Linked DNA regions of Mus musculus: region 2 is linked to region 1. Evidence: chromatin contacts called from public Hi-C data. All regions are on one chromosome and are shown on one strand. The core of a region is the stretch at or near the end of the contact, and the rest is flanking DNA. Distances in the headings are between cores, read along the strand shown. Region 1 overlaps Gm36560 (a long non-coding RNA gene). Region 2 has its middle 14 kb from the start of Smug1.

What was found. A called contact is a pair of places that touch in the nucleus more often than the background predicts.
Region 2: a contact with region 1 is called in a Hi-C map of muscle stem cells, with 8 times the contacts expected there. The contact joins two enhancer-like sites. A contact is called at or near these places in 2 of 39 promoter capture datasets (the 3T3-L1 cell line and embryonic stem cells), 7 of 15 datasets of contacts at CTCF or cohesin (the G1E-ER4 cell line, embryonic stem cells, hippocampal excitatory neurons and 3 more), 99 of 484 Hi-C or Micro-C datasets (the 3T3-L1 cell line, the AML12 cell line, the AtT-20 cell line and 57 more), 18 of 115 datasets of contacts at active chromatin or transcription factors (bone marrow-derived dendritic cells, craniofacial prominence, differentiating embryonic stem cells and 12 more) and 4 of 9 other capture datasets (adipose tissue, embryonic tail, liver and 1 more).

What each region holds. Positions count from the first base shown.
Region 1 is chr15:102,774,901-102,778,123 of GRCm38.p6, forward strand. All of the region lies in intron 4 of Gm36560 (a long non-coding RNA gene), which reads left to right. Among named protein-coding and RNA genes, the nearest start is that of Gm36560, 22 kb to the left of the region's middle. Within about 2 kb of position 1,756, at least 13 of the 459 cell types and tissues checked have an H3K27ac peak or open chromatin away from gene starts, as enhancers often do. A contact at or near this core is called in muscle stem cells, where this site is marked.
Region 2 is chr15:103,175,768-103,178,990 of GRCm38.p6, forward strand. No RefSeq gene overlaps it. Among named protein-coding and RNA genes, the nearest start is that of Smug1, 14 kb to the left of the region's middle. Within about 2 kb of position 1,469, at least 28 of the 459 cell types and tissues checked have an H3K27ac peak or open chromatin away from gene starts, as enhancers often do. A contact at or near this core is called in muscle stem cells, where this site is marked.

The sequences.
Region 1 (3,223 bases), core at 506-3,005:
ACAAATATTTATTGAGCCCTAAACTCACAGTCCAGTGGAGGAGACAGTCAGCTGAGCTGGAATCCTGTTACTTTACAGCCAAGGGGAGACGTAATGACAGTGCTCTGGGGGTGTATACAAAGGGCACCCCACAAAGCTTCTTGGGGAAGCAGTGTCTGAACTGGGAATGGAAAGGTAAGCTGGTGTTTGATCAGCCATGGGCCCTGGGAGACCATTAGAGGCAGGAATCAGAGGTTCATGCTGGGAATGTGGCACGGGCAGGGGGTGAAGTTAGAGGAATAAGTTCTGGTCAGTTGTGAAAACATTTGGAAAGATCATGCTAAGAGATTTATTTTTTAATCCTGATGAATTACTGAAAGTGGTTAGACAGAGAAACCATTCAGGTTTATGGATTGGGAAGGACTTGGTGAGGTAAAAATAGACTTTGTGGCTAGGTGTGGTGGAACACATCTCTAATCCCGGCATTTGAGAGGCAGCAGCAGGCAGATCTCTGAGTATAAGGTTAGCCTGGCCTACGTAGTAAGCTTCAGGCCAGCTAGGGCTACATGGCAAGGCCACACTTCAAAAACCCTTTAAAAAGACTCCTTGCTTTAATGTTTCCTTCTTTATTACATTTTATTTTACTTTATTTTCATGCATATGTATTTATATGCGGCCACCCACAGAAGCTACAAGAGGACATTGGATTTCCTGGAGATGGAGTTACAGGCAGTTGTGAATCACCCTATGTGTGGGTGCTGGGAATCAAACTCTGGTTCTCTGAAAGAACAGCAACTGCTCTTAACCATCTCTCTGGCCCCTAGTCTTTTATTTTAGTATTTTCCCTCCTGCCTTTCCGTTCTCTTCCTGTTCTTCCTCCTCTTTTTATTTGAGACATGGCCTCATTATACATCTGAGGTTGACTTCAAACTTGGTATGTAGCCCAGGTTCCAGCCTTGAACTTGTGATCCTGTGGCCTCAGCCACTCAAGTGCTGGGACATTGGGTGAGTGCCACCATGCTTGACGATGCTCTTTATCTTCTTTGGTTGTGAAATAATAATAATAATAATGATAATAATAAAAATAGGATTATTGAATAGCCAGTAAAGGAGTCTAGAAGGCCTGTTCCAATAACCCCATTGGGTTCCTTTGGATAATATATAGAGAAGTCCTACTTCCCTCATTCCTCCCCTCCCCTCCCCCCTCCCCTCCCTCCCTCCTCCCCTCCCCTCCCTCCCTCCTTCTCCTGGTTTTTGTTTTCTTCCTAGAGAAAATGCTCAGAGCTTTGCACAGGCTAAGCACACACTACAAATTGAGCTACAGCTCCAGTCTCCAAAATATTTCAATTTTGACTTGATCTTTCTATTTTCAAAAACCCATGTTTCACGAAATCCTCTCACATCCAAAGCCTGAGTGAGAAAGAGGAATATGTGACATTTTTTTTTTCTTCTCTGTTCTCTGCTACTCATTTCCGGGACATTGCTGTGAGTTGCTCATCCAAACTGTGCTCCCTGTGAGGAGGGGACCATTTGAATAGCAGCGGGGGAGTCAGAGAAGGAGGAACCACACGCCGAGATCGTTCATTAAGAAAATATATTTGGCATATTCAGACAATGGTTTGAGCGAGTTAAAAATAACTCCTCGTGAAAAATTAATAGGGAGTTATAAGTGAGTGTTTTAATACAAGCTCAGAGAGCAAGCAGGGCAGATTCTGCAGGCGGTTGGTGAGTGACATCACAGGTGGTGTAGGGTGTGTACAGAGCGCCATGGGGCCAGCAGGAGAGTTGGCCACAGAGATGAGCTCACCTCTCTCCCTCAGAGCCACAGGCAGAGAGAAGAGCAAGGAACTGGTTTTTTTGTTGTGAGTTTCTGAGCCAGATGACATTTCTTTCTTTCTTTCCCATCATCCTCTCCTAATAGTGGGCATAAAAACCACAGTGAATTTTGCTTGGTTCTGTGCGGTGAGGTTTATTGAATGTCAGGATTCATAAAAGTCTTTTCTGGCTCCCCTTTGTTCTGAGTAATAGTCCTTAGCTGGCTGGCTGTTGCATCTGCTTCTCCAGTGTCTCCTGACCCATGGGCTGGCTCTCTTGTCTTGCAGGTTGTTAGAATGTCTCTGCCCATCTTCCTCTTCCTCCCTCTTCACAGGACCCCTGTGGTCCTCCTCTGTGAGTCCAGTGGAAGGTTGCATTGACCACTCTTTGCCATCAGTACAGCTGAATAGGTAAGGAGAGCAGAGAACGAGAAGAAAGGGAGTCAGCTGCATTTGGAAGCAAAGGGTCCCAAGACTTGGAGTGGGGGGAACCAATATTTGTACTTTAAAATCCAGATGATATTTAAAAAATGGTTCTGTAATTGCAATGAGGCCCTCTAGGCCGTGAATTAATGTGTCATAACTCACGCCCAAGCACTGCGCAAACATCCCGCGTGTGAATTATTGCACAATAAATTCATGCCCTGTTGTGTCTTACAGCTTAATTAGTACATGAAGCTACATGAGTTAGACAAACCCAAATGGGATTATGTCATGTGGTGCGTAGAAAAGCAGAATGTTGGGAGGTATTTGAGCTTTTTCTGGGGGTAAGCATGGTTGGTGACGTCTTTGGGCATCAGTGAATGTGATGTTTGGGCTGCAACAGGTGACATTCTTTAACATGTGACTCTGAGCTCTGGTTGGCTGGTTGAATAATGACTGCATACTAAGCATTATTGAGGAAAAGCACACAAACCATGAAAGGTGGCCCCTGCCTTTGAAGAACTTGCATTCTACGTCAGAACACAATGCAAAGTAGACAGAGAAAAGTGCAAAGCATCTTGGGAAATCAGAGTAGCAGGGAGTGGTCATTTCTGGGTGCAGTGGTGCGAGTGGGTTGGTGGACTCAGGGGAGACTGTAGGGATGACATTTGAGTTGTTTGTCTTAGAGGATTGATAAGCCATAAATAGGGTGCTGGAGCTGGCCAGTGAACTCTAGGCGGAACAAATAATAATGGGAATAGCCCAAGAAAATTAACAGCGTTTGGAGCACACTGAGCAGACTGTGGCTTCAGCCTTCGGTAAGGGGTGGTAGGGATGGTGACTTGGAGCCAGAGCTTTCTTATGAACATAAAGCATTTGGCTTTAAACCCTCTACCATCCTATGGTTCTTGTAGTTGGTTCTTTTACTACTGTGACTGTATCATGAACTTGAAGATGGTTCTACTGTTTTCTTTGGTCTATCTCCTTAGAAGATGCATAATTGAGAG
Region 2 (3,223 bases), core at 219-2,718, 400 kb after region 1:
GTGACTTTGGTAAAGGCAGACTTTGGAGCAAGTTGGAGCCAGACAGCCGGGCTGAGAGGCTTGGCCCTATCCCTGTTCCTGCCCCTATCCCTTCTGCTTATTGATTGAAGCTTCCATTCCCTCCGCTGCAACGTATTCACAGGAATTGGCTAGAGATTCAGGGCAATAGCGAATGAGAAGTGATTGACATTTGATGAGCATTCTAGAGTCTACCTGGGTAGGTTGTCAAGTGGCTGGCACCATTGTGTGGTTGGAACTTGGTACTCAGCTAGGGCAGCTAGGGTTGCTGGCTGGCTGTGTGATTTCAGGGCAGACCCTTGACCCTCCTGAGCCTCGATGTCTTGTGTGTGGAGGGCAAGTGGTCAAAATGCCCTCCCTGTGGGGCTCTTGAGGGATCGAATAATTAAATGGTGTGATATGTGTGGCAATCATCTTGGTACAAGTGTCAGCTATAATAATGAAAGGAATAATAGTGGCTCTTAGCTTGAAGACAGAGCTCAGCACAGTGCTTGAATAGTACACGTACGAATTCCTGGGTTCTACCCTAAATTCTATCACAGGCATAATGGTACACGTGAGGCATAATGGTACACGTGGGTCCACTTGGGATGTGGAAGCAAGAGACATGGAAGCAGAGGACCAGAAATTCAAGGTCATCTTCAGATACATGGTGGATTTTGTCCAATCTGGATGATGATGATGATGATGAAGAGAGAATGAGAGAGAGAGAGAGAGAGAGAGAGATTTGTCTTTCTTTCTTTTCCAAAACAGTGTGTCTCACTATGTAATCCTGGAACTCACTATGTAGACCAGGCTGGCCCTGAACTCACAAGAATCCACCTATCTCTGTCCCCTTGCTGCTGAGATTAAAGGTGTGAAACACGACACCTAGCAAGGTTTACATTTTTATTACCAGAGGTCCTGCCCTGCTCCCAACACTGGAGTCAAGGGAAGAAAGTGCTTAGCCTTCATGTAGTCGGTTCACCTGAACCATAAGAGAGAGGTCAAGGCAGAGGCAGGAGAGTTACCAGTGAGAGGACAGCAGGACCTTCAGCAGGCACCCTGGGGTAGATTCTCAGGCTGCTTCATACCGACAGATGCACCGACCTCACTAGTAACGGCAGCAGGGATGTATACACAAACTGCTGCAAGCCTGGATTAGCCGTTTGACCTCCCCCAGCTTCAGCTATCTCATCTCAAGATTAAGGCACTGGACCATCAGACAATCTGAGTCCCCTCTGACCATAATAAAATGATGACTTGGCGTTTGGGTGCATTCTAAGACACGTGACCTCTGTGCATTTCACCTGGAAACTACCTCACTCTCGTACACAGAGGTTCAGAGGTAAGGGCATTGACCTTGCGGTTCGCACGCCTTGGTCTCCCTTTGCTTTCCTCAGCTCTAACCACCCAATGCGGAGCCGAGCTGGCACACCACTTCTGGGTGCTACAGGCCGGGCATCTGCTTCCCCCTGCTGGTCAAGTGTGGCGTGGCAGCCTCTCCTGCAGGAGCTAGGTTTGAGAGCCCGGCCTGTTGGCAGGTAGGCTGTCCAGCTTCACCTGGTCCTTAGGCTCGTCCCATCCAATTGCTCCCCTCCCCCGCCCCGCCCTCCGGGATCCCAGGAAAGGCTGTGATAAGAATGAGACGGATTCTCCACTGGCCCTGATCCCTCTACAGAAAAGGAATTTCGAACGCAGTGGTATTTAGAAATGAATAAACAATTGAGCGAGGCCATGTCCTGCGTGCTTTAAGATCTGATAAATGTGGTTGCAGTAGTTCTCATTTCACAAGGAAGGGGACCAAAGCAAAGCCACACAGCCAGCAAGCTCAAACAGGGACCTTATGCCTGGGAACAAGCAAAGAGGCTGGGAGACAGACACGTGATGAACATCTACAGACAGTACTGGGCTGCAGGACCACGGGCTGGGGGAGGAAAGGGAGGCGGGTTCCCCTTTGACCCCAGGGCCCCAAAGATGCTATCAGCCAGACCCTGCGGAAAATCCTTCCCGGATCCCTGTGCATTCCAGCCTCAGTCCGCTAGTTTTACAGCTTCCCGCAGCCAGGACGCTGTTTATGGCTGCCCCATTCTCCAGCCGTTGTCTCCAGGCCCCAAAGGCATCTGGCCTGGACAGGAGGCTGGGGGTTGGGGGGGATTGCTCCCCGCCCAGCCCTCCTTTGAACCCTGCTGGGCGCCGGAAGGAAGGGGCTGGGCTTGGGGCCTGCAGGCTGCACACTGAGCTGGAGGGGCAAGACCCCCCAGGCAGGGCCACCTAGCACCACCTATGTGCCCCTGTTTGCTCCCGCTGTGTGACCTTGGGCTCGTGATTTAACCTTCCTCAGTTTTAGTTCGTTCTTTAGAGAATGGAAATCATAGCTCCTCACGGTTCTTTTGGGAATGTGACATGTCAGGTACAAACTTCCTGCTTCAAATTATAGTTGATATGATTAGCTTTATAGAGCCTGTAAATAAAGCAGAGAACAGGAGATTCCCTCCATGTCCAGCAGGCCTACAAACTCTGCCCCAAAGCTAGTTAGTTCCCTGAGGTGGACCTCCAGCGCCCCTCTGAATCCTTCGCCCGCCCTCGCGTGCGTGTTGCCCTCTGCTGGCAGTGTGAAGAACTTCACTCTCAGCCACGGAATGTCCGGGAACCAGGGCTAGAAGGGGGCTCCTCTCCATGTTCCCAAGGTCCTCTAGAATCTGCAAAGGAGTCATAGACATTCAGGCTAACGAGGTTTGAAAATCTTGGACACGTAGGGCGGAGCCCTTGTAGAAGTGTTGCAGAGTCACGAAGTAGTTTGTTAGCTCAGCAGAGGGAGCAATAGAAAAAACCGACATGGGCTTTTCCTGATATGCCCACAGCCTGACAAACAACCGGGAGAGGGACAACAGAGCTACAGGAAGGACTGTAACACCATTGGAGACCTGGGGACAGGGCTGCCAGAGATGTGAAGCAAGCCCTAAACCCACCCACACCCCACTCTCACATCCACAGTAGGTTAGGGATGGGAGGAAATATCAAATGTGCCTACTAGCAAGGGCAGGACTCCTTGCAACAATGACCACCCTGAGTCTCTTAGGTACCACTCAGTGTCTGCTGAAGACAGTAACTCCAAGCCAGGCATGAGTGCCAGAGCAGACAACCAGGCCACTCTGCAAGCCAGGGCAAGGACGCACAGGCAGGAAGCACTTCTTCACATGTGGGACACTGGGCTGTAGCCCCA